2 separate regions of the Sus scrofa genome follow, and region 1 is linked to region 2. A link is a contact called in public HiChIP or PLAC-seq data. All regions are on one chromosome and are shown on one strand. The core of a region is the stretch at or near the end of the contact, and the rest is flanking DNA. Distances in the headings are between cores, read along the strand shown.

The links. HiChIP or PLAC-seq counts read pairs in DNA pulled down with a chosen protein or histone mark.
Region 1: an H3K27ac HiChIP or PLAC-seq map of alveolar macrophages shows a contact between it and region 2. The contact joins the promoter of DHX57 here to the promoter of SOS1 in region 2. A contact is called at or near these places in 2 of 5 promoter capture datasets (fetal skeletal muscle and liver), 1 of 47 Hi-C or Micro-C datasets (epiblast stem cells) and 1 of 2 datasets of contacts at active chromatin or transcription factors (alveolar macrophages).

What each region holds. Positions count from the first base shown.
Region 1 is chr3:101,457,064-101,462,970 of Sscrofa11.1, reverse strand. It overlaps DHX57 (putative ATP-dependent RNA helicase DHX57), which reads right to left and starts at 4,117. Exons shown (of 24, transcript XM_021087593.1): 1 at 4,020-4,117. MORN2 (MORN repeat-containing protein 2) reads left to right here and starts at 4,112. Exons shown (of 3, transcript XM_021087601.1): 1 at 4,112-4,239.
Region 2 is chr3:101,205,377-101,211,182 of Sscrofa11.1, reverse strand. SOS1 (son of sevenless homolog 1) reads right to left here and starts at 1,615. Exons shown (of 21, transcript XM_021087590.1): 1 at 1,429-1,615. The coding sequence starts at 1,515.

The sequences.
Region 1 (5,907 bases), core at 2,868-5,367, 250 kb before region 2:
ACATTAAATCTGAATGGGTAAACAATTCAATCGAAAGACAAAGTATCCGCCTGTATAAAAAACATGATGCAACTATATGCTGTCTATCTCTCACTTTTTTTTTTTTTTTTGCCGTTTCTAAGGCCGCTCCTGAGGCATACGGAGGTTCCCAGGCTAGGGGTCTAATCAGAGCTGTAGCCGCTGGCCTACACCACAGCCACAGCAACTCGGGATCCAAGCCGTGTCTGAGACCTACACCACAGCTCATGGCAACGGCAACGTCGGATCCTCAACCCACTAAGCAAGGTCAGGGATTGAACCCGCAACCTCATGGTACCTAGTCGGATTCGTTAACCACTGAGCCATGACGGGAACTCCTATCTCTCACTTTAAATTCAAAGCTATAAATAGGTGAAAAGTAAAAGGATGGAAAGATAAATCATGCAAACAACAACCACAAGAAAGCTGGAGTGGCTATACTAATATCAGACAAAATAGACTATAAAGCAAATGTGTCTAATAGAGATAAAGGATAGCTCATAATGATAAGAGTCAATCCATCAAGAAGATATGTTATAAACATATAAGCACTTAATAACAGAGCACCAAAATACATGAAGCAACTGACAGAAATAAACACAGAAATAGACAATGCATAATAACAGTAGGAAACTTCAATACCCACTTTCAAAATTGGTAAACAACTAGACAGAAGATCAGGAAGGAAACAGCAGACCTGAAACACAGTATAAATCAACTAGATCTAAGAGACATCTATGGAACACTCTACCCAACAAAAATATACACCGAAATTAGTAATAAGCAGGAAAATAATTGGAAAATCACAGATATATAGAAATTAAACTAGTTCTCTTGATACTCCATTCTTCAAAATCCTTCATAATTACACATATTTACTGTTTCTCCTATGTTTATCACCTAACTCCTCCTCTCAGAAAGCTCTATGAAGGCAAGGGTCATATCTATTTTGATTACTATCATACTCTGATACAGTGCCTGGCATGTAGTAGGAATTCAACATGTATCTGAGGAATGACTGAAGCTTGAATAAATGACTGATGTGAAAATGGAGATTAATTGATTCATTCATTCCAAAAATATTTACTGAGCACTAATTATGTGCCAGATCCTAGGGGTACAACAGCAAAGACAAAATTCCTCCTTGTGAAGCTTACCTTCTAGAGGGTAGACAGAAAATAAACAAATAAATATACAATATCTGTTAAATGCTCTATGAAGAAAAAGAAAAACTGAGTCTGTTTTTTTTTTTTTCCTTTTCTAGGGCTGCACCCGCAGCATATGGAGGTTCCCAGGCTAGGGGTCTAATCGGAGCTGTAGCTGCTGGCCTACACCAGAGCCACAGCAATGTGGGATCCGAGCTGCATCTGTGACCTACACCACAGCTCATGGCAATGCTGAATCCTTAACCCACCGAGCAAGGCCAGTGATTGAACCCGCAACCTCATGGTTCCTAGTCAGATTTGTTAACCACTCAAACACGATAGGAACTCCTGAGTCTGTTATTTTAAATAGAGCAGTCAGGTAAGAGTGGTCATCTCTCTGAGATCATATCTGAACAGATACCTGAACATATTGAGAAAATAAGGCATTAAATATTTGTGAAAAGAACATTCTAAACAAATTCGATAATAGATAAAAGAGGAGCCAAGCCCAGAACATCTTCAATGCACTGGGTTGAATGAACAGAAAGCAGTCTGGTGGGTCTGCAATGCAGTGAGGAAAGGAGATGAGGTCAGATCAGACAGTGGAGAGGGCCATGTAAGTCCTGGGAAGAACTTTGAGTTTTATTCTAAATATATAGAAAGTCACTGAAGAGCAGAAGAAAAGCTTGATATGACCAACTTTGGTTTTAAAACGACTACTCTAGCTGCTACGTGAGAATAAAAAGACTGTATGGAGGTAAGGAGAACCAAGAGGCCAGTTAGTAAACTACCGCAATTATTCAAGCTGGTGATTAAAAACAAAACAAAAACAAAAATAGTGGGCTGGACTAGGATGGGAGCAAGTAGAGCTGAAGGGTGGTCATAGATTCTCCACATATTTTAAAGGTAGATGAATTAGATGAAAGGTATGAGAAAGAAGTGTCTAGAATGACTGTAAGATTTTAGAGCCTAGATTAACTAGGTGAATAGGGGTTCTGTACTCAGCCATGTGATCAGAATGGGAATATTGGGTAGGAAAAGATAGGGAAAGAGTCAAAATATCAGAACGGATGTTACATTTGAGATACCTTTTAGATACTCAAATGGACATATGTAGAAGGTAGTTGGATATACAGGTCTGTATTGAGGGGAAAGATAAGATTATCTCATTTAATTCTCTAAAACACATATAACGTAAATATTATTTTCTAAGTTTTATACAAGAGGAGACTAGAGTACAGATAAATTATATGACTTGTATAATGTCACCAACAATAGAACCAAAGTCTGGAGCCAGGGTCTGAAACAATCTATTTGACTCCAGGAGTTCCTGTTGCAGCTTAGTGGGTTAAGAATCAAACTAGTATTCATGAGGATGCAGTTTCGATCCTTGGCCTTGCTCAGCGGGTTAAGGATCTGGTCTTGCTGCAGAATAGATGCAGATGTAGCTGAGATCTGGTGTTACTGTGGCTGTGGCATAGGCCAGCAGCTGCAGCTCCAATTCCACCCCTAGCCTGGGAACTTTCATATGCTGCAGGTGTGGCTGTAAAAAAAGAAAAAAAGAAAAGAGAAAAAGACTCCAAAGCTGAAATTCCTTTTCCCATACCTCTTTCTTACTCTCCACAAACATGTACCGTGTATCTTCAATTCAAAATTTAACATTAAGCCAGCCCCCCTTTGATTTGTGCCTGGGTTTAATTTATAAAGGTGACTGGGTGCCAACACAGAGAGATCAATACAATGAAAGAAAAGTTGAATGTTACTTACAGCTCCTCTAGAAAGGAGAGGCATGCCATGCCACGGTGGGTCAGGAGGCAGAAAGGAACAAGGGGAAGGCACAGGCCACTGCCTTTCTTGGGGTTTCCAAGGGAAAGGTGAGGCAGGGCGGGGTAAACAGTTTAGAATTAGCTAGTTCGAGTAATTCCTACAAACTCTAAGGCTTAGGAACTGTCCCTGGTTGCCTGGTACCTGGCCCAGGGCTGATTTAGGGCAAGGGAACTATTTGGCTTGGTGGTTAGACAAAGTGGGTGGAAGTAAGGATGCAGGATTGGTTGGTTTGCATTTGAAGGTGTGCCCACAGGTTATTTGTTAATTAGCTATCCCTGGGAATGGGAGCTTCTTCCTGGCCAGGTAGGGCCATAAGATGCCAAAGCATCATAAATCCATTTAGCTTGGGAAGATTCCAACTATCTTTGTTCACCGTGAACACAGGAACCTAAGTTTGTCTGGAAAAAGTATCCTTTGCTTCACACACAGGTTTGGCTGCCAAGAACAGAATCACCAAACAAGGCACTGAAAACTGACTACACACCACTCCCTGCCCAGGCAAATCTTTGACTGACTCCATACATCCAGCTCCTTACAGATACCCTGACTCGGTACCTTTATTCCAGCATACTTCGTAGCCAATCCTCTCCCCCAAAGAGCCACAGACTAGAGACAGAGACAGGAAACGGGGCCTGAACCCCTCCAATCCCCTTTATCCTGCTCGGAACATGAATTCACCTCCTCCGACCCCAGCCTGAGCGTGAACAACCCCAGCTGCCCACCCCCGGCTGGCCCAGTCCCAGGTTGGATCCTGATGCTGCAGACTCACCGGCCCCAGTTAGGCTGGATCCCACCGGGCCGGGAGGATCCTCAGATCCTGACCGCTCCGGGAGACGGAAGCCGTAGAAGGGTCGGCACACTGACAACCAGGGAGACGAAGAGACCACGCACACGGCCATACATTCCTCGTCCGCGGAAGAGGAAGCCGTCCTGGGCTCGCAGCGCTGCTTCCCGGGGCGGCTGTCAGGACCTAAAGCCCAGCGGCCAGGAGGCCCACCAGTGAGCCGCCGCCACCCACTGGGACCTCACCTGGTGTGGCTGCGCGGCCGCCCAGCTGCAGCAGCAAAGCCCTGGCGCCTTCTGATTGGCTCAACCTACATATTCACTTCCGGGTGAGAGGTGCCTGGTCGCCCTAGCAACCGAGTCGTAATCAGTGCTGGGCCACCCCTTCATACCCTCTGGGCCACCGAGCTGGCGGCCCAAGGGGAATCGCAGAGTCCTGAGAATCTCTCCAGCACCTCTGTGTCAAGTGAGTGTCCTATCCTCCCAACGCCCCGGACGGAAAAGAGCCCCTTTAGGTAGAACTCGCACTGAATGTGACCTATTTCCTGAGCGTCTACAGTGCGGGTGAGGTGGGGGCATGGCGAGCTCCTGGTGTGGGAATCTGGAGACCTGGATTCTCATTTGGCTGTTGTGACATCTTAGGCAAGTGCCAGCCTCTCTGATTTCTGTTTCCTCTCTGGCCAGATGGTCTCGATCTCTTAGGTTCCCTTCCGCTAGCTCCAACATTCCAAAATTTCGAATGTGAAACCATTTAAGGGTAATTGTAAACAGTTCGGTTTCTTGTACGAACATGTTTAGTGCTCTGCTTAGTAAGCATTTAGCGAATCCTCCCAAGTGCCACGCATTCACTAGACTTTCAGTTTCCACCTGTAAGTACTAAGCACAGAGCTGAACAGTAGGGTGAGAAATCCCTGATCCTGACCCAGAGGAGTAGGGTGCGCGAAGAGACCCGGGCACTAAAACGTTATTTTCATAGAACCCTAATACTACCGTAGGAACAGGCCCAGAGTGTTATGGGGGCTCCTAGAAGAATCTGGGGGTGAGGAGAGATATGAAAAGCCTTGTCAGGTGATTTCTCTGTTTTTCTTTATGCCTCTTTCTGGGAAAATTTTTCAACCTTGTATTCCAGTTCGCTAATTTACTTGTCTATGGTATTCATTCTGCTATTCAGCCCTCCTAAGGCATTTTATATCAACAACTACATTATTGTTTCCTAGATTGCTAATTGAATATTTTTTTCATGAGCATCTGCTCCTTTCTCAAGGCTGCTATACCTTCCCTTTCTCTCTGATTATGTTATAGTATTACAAAGTCTTATGTCTATTGTGTTTATTTACTCTTCCTCAGAGGGGATGAGCTTCTAGCCTTTCTCAACGGGCACTCACATTAATTTTTAAATTAAAAATATCACTTCTCAGGAGTTCCTGTTGTGGCTCAGCAGTTTAAGAATCCAGCGTAGTGTCCCTGAGGATGTGGGTTTGATCCCTGGCCTTGCTCAGTGGGTTAAGGGTCCGGAGTTGCCATGAGCTGTAGTGTAGGTTTGCAGATGCAGCTCGGATCTGGTGTTGCTGTGGCTGTGGTATAGGCCGGCAGCTGCAGCTCCAATATGACCCCTAGCCTGGGAACTTCCATATGCCGCAGGTCCTGTGGTAAAAAGAAAAGAAAGAAAGAACAAATCAGTTCTCTTGTCCCATGCATACAGATTCTGATTCAGTTGGGTGGAGCAGGGCTTAGGAACTTGTAAAGCATCCCGGATGATTCTGATGCATGAGCCACACTTTGAGTAACATTCTTGTAGTATTGTCCTAGAAGTTATAGTTTACTTATCTTTTCTGCATATGTTTTCTTCAGTATTGAAAAAAATAAGTTTCTAATGTTTTAGTCCACTCAATGTCCCAGGGCTCTGAGGCATAGATTCTACCCCATCCCACCCCCACCGTCCAGGCCTGGGGTTTTCATTTGTCCTTTTTTAACCTGGTTTCCACTCCAATCTCACTCTGTTTGGACTCCCTTCCCTCCCCTACATCTCTTCATCTCCTCACTTACTATCTTTCTTAATGTTCTATTTCCTCTTACTGCCAAATCAGATATTGCTCATTCTACCTTACTTCTGTGAGACAGTCAACAATCACAG
Region 2 (5,806 bases), core at 366-2,865:
GAGTTCTTTTATATATTTTCAATAATTGTTCTGTCTCTTCCCCACCTAACCCCTACTTATAGTCAGGATACCTGCTTCTAGCATCACTGAGACCTATCCTGATCTATTACAAGCTAGGATGTCAAGCTTGCAGGTAAAGCAAAAGTAAACGGAGTGAGAGCCTGACAGGATTTCTAATGAATAAAGTATGTAAGGTACACGGCATTTCTTTGGTTGTCTTAGAAAACAGTATCACAAAGAAGTTTGTGACTAGTCAGACACCTGAGCAAAAATGTCAGTAAATTATATCTTAAATATAAGAGCACATTCTGCTAACAAACTAAATAGTTTCCATTGTAAGGTACCCAAGAGGGGGAGAGGGAGAAATGGGCAAAAGGGAAAGTAAAAGTTGCTGGCCTTTGAGAAATATCAGACATCTCGTAAAACACAGTTCTTAAAAGTACAGATGTTTGGAAGAAAGGGTACACTATAACCTCAACTCTCAGTTAAGAACTAAAAATATTTTTAATGTGATAATCTGAAACACTTTTTGAGTAACAAATGGAAATTTAGAAACAGTATTAAGACACTAAAGCTATCCTTACATTTACAAGAAAAAGTAAGAGGAAAACAAAAATACTCCGGCAGTTTTTATATTCATTCAAACGTCAGTTTCTATTAAGTCACAACGGTGCCTTAGAAGCTTCCAAAATATAACATTTCCTAATTATACTAAAACATGTAAAAGTACAGGTCACGGGGTATATAACTTTAGATAAAAATGGGGCAAAGTCGAAGAAACACAGAAAGGTTAAAATTTCTAATCGAAAAATGCAATGACAGTAGAGGAAGGGAGTGAGAGGGAAAAGAAGAATTGAAGAACGAAAGTAAGGAAGGAAGAAAAGAGTGGTATGCGCACCCACCCCTGTTAATCGGACGAGTTCGGGAATTCGGGGGAATGAAGAGTGATTACAGAGGCCATGTTCCTGCTGGCAGGAGAGCTCTGCAATTACTTACAGCGAGCATTATGGCCAGAGCATTCTCGGGCCCACTAGGACGAGTCGACTGGACACCTAAAGCCGGAGACTGACAGCAGCTCCGGGAGAAGACCGAGAAGACGAAAAAGTGGCCTACTTTGACCTCCACTGAAAAGTGAGGCTCCTCCAACTCACGTCTCTGAATCGGGGGCAGGGCATTAACCTCTAAGCGGTTGGATTCTTCGGATAAACTCTCCCTGGCTCCCTGCGGCCTTCCCACACAGCGGGTGAATGTCAACACCAAGAGCCAGCGAGAGAGGGGGAACCTCTCGGCGCGCGCCGTCCTTTCTGCGAGGTGGTGAGACCGGGAAGAAAGACGGCCCCGCGCGCGCCCCGCCTCCCCAACCCTTCTCCAGCCCCAGCGCCCTCGCAGGGGCTGCAGCCGGGAAGCGGGGTCCCCCGCGCTCCTCACCTTTTTCAGCGCAGGAACCAGCAGCCCCCGCCACTTGGGCGCGTTCTCCTCGCTGAAAAACTCGTACGGCAGCTGCTGCGCCTGCATGGTGCCCCCGGGGCGCCTCTGGGCGGGGAGAGGGGTGGCGGTGGTCGGGCCGGGGAGCCGCGAGAGGGCGAGCTCGCCCCGCGGAGCAGGGCCGCAGCCCCACCGGACGGCCCGGCCCCCTCGGGGAGCCGCGCGGCCGGGCTAGCCTCGGAGAGGGGCCTGGGGGGCGAGGCCCGCGCCCGGCCACCCACCCGATACGGGCACCAGCCGCGGAGAGCGAACGCAGCCCGGAGGCGGCGGCGGCGGCATTCCGCCCCACCGCCCCGGGGCCAGGCCCCCTACCCCTCCCCGGCCTGCCGGCGCCGCCCGGGGCTGGCCTCTGCCGCTGCCGCCGCCGCCGCCCGCCCGCCGAGGCTGCGCTCCCGGGCCCGGCCTGGCCCCGCGGCGGAGCCGGCGGCTGGGGGAGGGCGGGTGGAGGGACGCTCCGGCTGCGGCGCCCGCTCCACGCAGCGGGGACCCCCAAAACGCGAGCGACCCGGGGCGGGGCGGAGCTGGGCGCAAGGTCCAACAGGGGAGGGGAAAGGCCCGAGGTCGTGGTCGGGGAATCTGGCTGCCCTGAGGTGCCGCCGCGGCCGCCGCCGACGCTAGTGTAGCGCTCGAGCTTCCTACTAGCGAACTGAACCTGCTCGCTACTGAGCATGCGCCGCCGGGCAGGGCCGGTTCGCTCCGGGTTTTCCGGCTCCCCAGCGAAGGAGGAGGGAAGCGCGGGCGAGGGAGGGCGCCCCGCCGGGCTGTGGCGGCGCCCCCGAGGGCTGCTGGGGAGGAGCGATAGGGCCGCCAAAGGTCGAACCCTGGACCGACTGGAGCCCGCGGGGTGGGGTGCGCGCTGCAGTGAAGTGCACCCCACTGTATTGTTGGGCTGAGGGATCCCAGCGCTCTCTTGGTGTCCCCGGGCCTTTCGTTTTGGAAAGGAGTATGTGTGTACTTTGTTCCCGAAAATGAAGATAAGGACTGCCCAAAGCATGCAATGTATAGTAAACAGACTGGACAAAAGATTGGTGCCTGTCGCACGAAACCTACAGCCTGATATTTATCGGATAACGGAAGTGATGACAATGTTTGCAATTGGTCTTTCCACATCACCAAGAATAAAATACGTGTCATGTTGATTTTGTGAGCATGTGTTTAAATTCAATATGTTCATCTTTCAGACCCACTTCAAATATGAACTTCAGTAACCACTTACCTCCAGTGGAAATTGACACCTCTCCTGCAGCTCCTGGAGCCCAGAACACTTTATTCGGGTCCCTTTTAGGGCATTTAGTTTATCGTGTTTCGTATCTCTACAAGGCTCTTTCAACTAGATAAACTCCTGGAAGGCAGATCTTTTTCACGAGGGACTCTACACAGAACAGGCACTTGGTGAATGTTCATGGAATGCTAAAGGAGCATTATATATAGTGTTCCTCCATCCCAGGGATGCAGGTGTTTTTACCAGGAGGCTGGCACCTCCTGGTTTATTTTACCATTAAGCAGTTTTGAGCATAATCTCTTAATCCTCAGCAGTCCTATTGTTTTTATTTCACAGATGAGAAGACAGTTTAGAGAACCAGCCTGGGCAGAAGTTAGTGAACCCTGCTGTTCCAGTGAACAATAACCAGGATCACATAGATGAGAAATGTTTGCAGTGGTTCTCAATTGCCACAGGACCTCTTTGAGAATCTAAAAGTCTTAGGTCCTTTTTTTAAAAAATACACACACGACTCGAATTTTAAAATTCTCCACATTTTGAAAGTCCTCTGGGTAAAGAAGAGGTAAAATAACTGTAGCTTCCAGAGGAGTTGGGGACAGAAGAAAGAGTCTGAGAAAAAAAACCACAGTCATCTTCAAATCTCTGCAGTACTTATATGATATGTGGTAGTGTTTTATGTGATTCCAAGTGACTGAATTAAGATCAAGCCTCTGCCCCAAATCATTCCTTGGCTTCCTATTGCTCTTAAAACACTTTCTTCTTTCTTCTTTCCCTCCCTCCTTCTTTCTTTCCCTCCCTCCTTTCTTTCTTTTCCGTTGCACCACAAAAGAGCTCCTAGAATACTTTTCAGACTTCTTACCATGGCCCACGAAACCTGCATCTAACTCCTGTTTACATTCTCAAACTTTTCTCACCATTCTCAAAGTTGGCTCACCACATTCCAGTCACACTGGCCTTCTGTCTTTTCCTAGAAAACACGAACCTCTTTCCTGCCTCAAGGGCTTTGCTCTTCCCTCAGGCTGGAATTCACGCTGCTCCTAGCTGTTCACTTGGCTGGTTATAAATATCACCACCTCCAAGAGGCCTTCTGTGATCACACTAAGTAGTTCCCACCTATACTTTTCTCCAATAAGTTTTGGCTTATTTCCTCCCAAGCATAAATCAGTCTCTATTTTGTGTTTTGGTTTCCCACCACCCCACCCGCCCCCACCATCTGGAATATAAACTCCAAGATCAACGATGTCTTCACTCTAGCTCCTCATTGTATCCTCAAGGACTTGGCATATAGTACGTTCTCAATAAGCATTGTTGAAGCAAAGAAAATGAGGGGAAACTTCCAGTAAGGCTACGAAATCGGAGTTGTCCTAAGAAATGGGCGATCTTAGGGGGTGTGCAAATAAAAAGAGTACCTTCTCCCACTTGGGACAACGGGGAGGGTGAAGAAGTTGGACTTAACCTCCAAGGTCCCCTTCGACTCCGAGTCTCTGATTTGACTGCAGAGGCAAACAAGGCCTGAAAACATGGATTACACACTGGCTGGGCAAGCTTAACGGCTAGGGTAGGTATGGGGGTGAGTTTTGGCCCCAGACTGAGAGCAAGCAGCTGGAAACTGCAGAGAGGTCTCTCAGCTGAGACACCTAAGGGGGGTGGTGTAGGGCTCGTCCCAGATAAGGTCAGGAAGCAATCGAGGCTGTCTATACGGTTTGCTTATACTTCTTGGGCCAAGTCGAAACACTTATGGGCGTGCTACGAAAGAAGACGACCGTGGCATAGTCAGAAACTTGCTAGTGAAGACGCCAAAATCCCCTGGGCCTCGCAGCATCAACCGCGACTGTTAGCTCAAGGCGCAGGCGCATACGTTCTGTTCGCGCCCCACTTTGGCTCTAAAGAGCCAGGAGCCAGAGCGGACGTGACGCACGCGGGCGAATCCAGACGAACTAGCCGAGGCCCGAGGGGGGCGTGTCCAGGCGGGCTAGCCGAGTTTTGAGCGGGTCGAGTCAGAGTTAGGGCAGCAAGGAGGGAGGCGGGTAGCAAGTTCGGGTTGGCGGCGCGCCCCCTGTAGGTGGGAGTGTAGCACTCTGCGCTTCGCCCCGCACAGCAGCGGAACGGAATCACAGGGTTCCCGGCCTGGCTGCAGCTACAGGGACCTTCGTGAAGCAAACTTCAAATCCAGTTACTCCCTGGTCAAGAGTTTCCACTGCCTTCCCAGAATAAAGTCCAAAGTCCTTAGGTTGGTATTCACGGCCTTGCACAATCGGGCCACTACTTATCTTTCCAGCTCTATCTCTCACTCAAAATGAACTAGTATTGCCTCCTATAGAAACCATCATTTCTGTCTCTCATTTCTCACATATTCATGCTCACCGTGGAACTTTTATCCACGCCGTCACCTCCACCGCATATGCCACCTACTCTCTGAAAACTTTTTCAGCCCGCATTTAAGGATTCTTTCCCTTAAACTTCAGAGTCCAGTATGCATAGGAAACAGCAGTTTCAGTCATCGATAAACTTAAGATCTCTTGCAGCAGCATATCCTCTCTTCATGCTTTCCCTGACCCTGTCTTTCTTCCCAATTACGTTTCTCCAAATAGTATGTCCCCAGAAAATCCAGCAGAGAAAGTAGTGGCTGATAAAACCACTGGATACCCATTCTTTATCACTTTTGGTTAATACTTTAGTTAATACTTTGATCCTTCCCTTCTTGCAAATATGACGGGGAGCAAAGTAAGTAAAATTAGAAGAAATGATTAAAAGCTCTTCAAGATATATGGGATTATTGATGGCACTTCTTTTTCAAGATCCCTGCAGAGTCCTTTTTCTCAAAAGTCTCTTTCTAGTTGATTCAAGTCGTAATGTCTCCTCAAACTGATTGCACCCCAATCCAATGCAACTTTCATCAAATTCCCAACAGTTTGTCATGGAATTTGATAAACTGATTCTAAAATGTATGTGGAATAGAAAAAAAAAAGTTCTTCTGTAAAAAAACAGGTAGGAGAACTTGGCTTAAGAGATATGGAGACATTATATAGCTAGAGTAATGAAAACGTGGAACAAACAAATTGGAACAAACAAACCATAATAGAGGGTCAAATACATAGA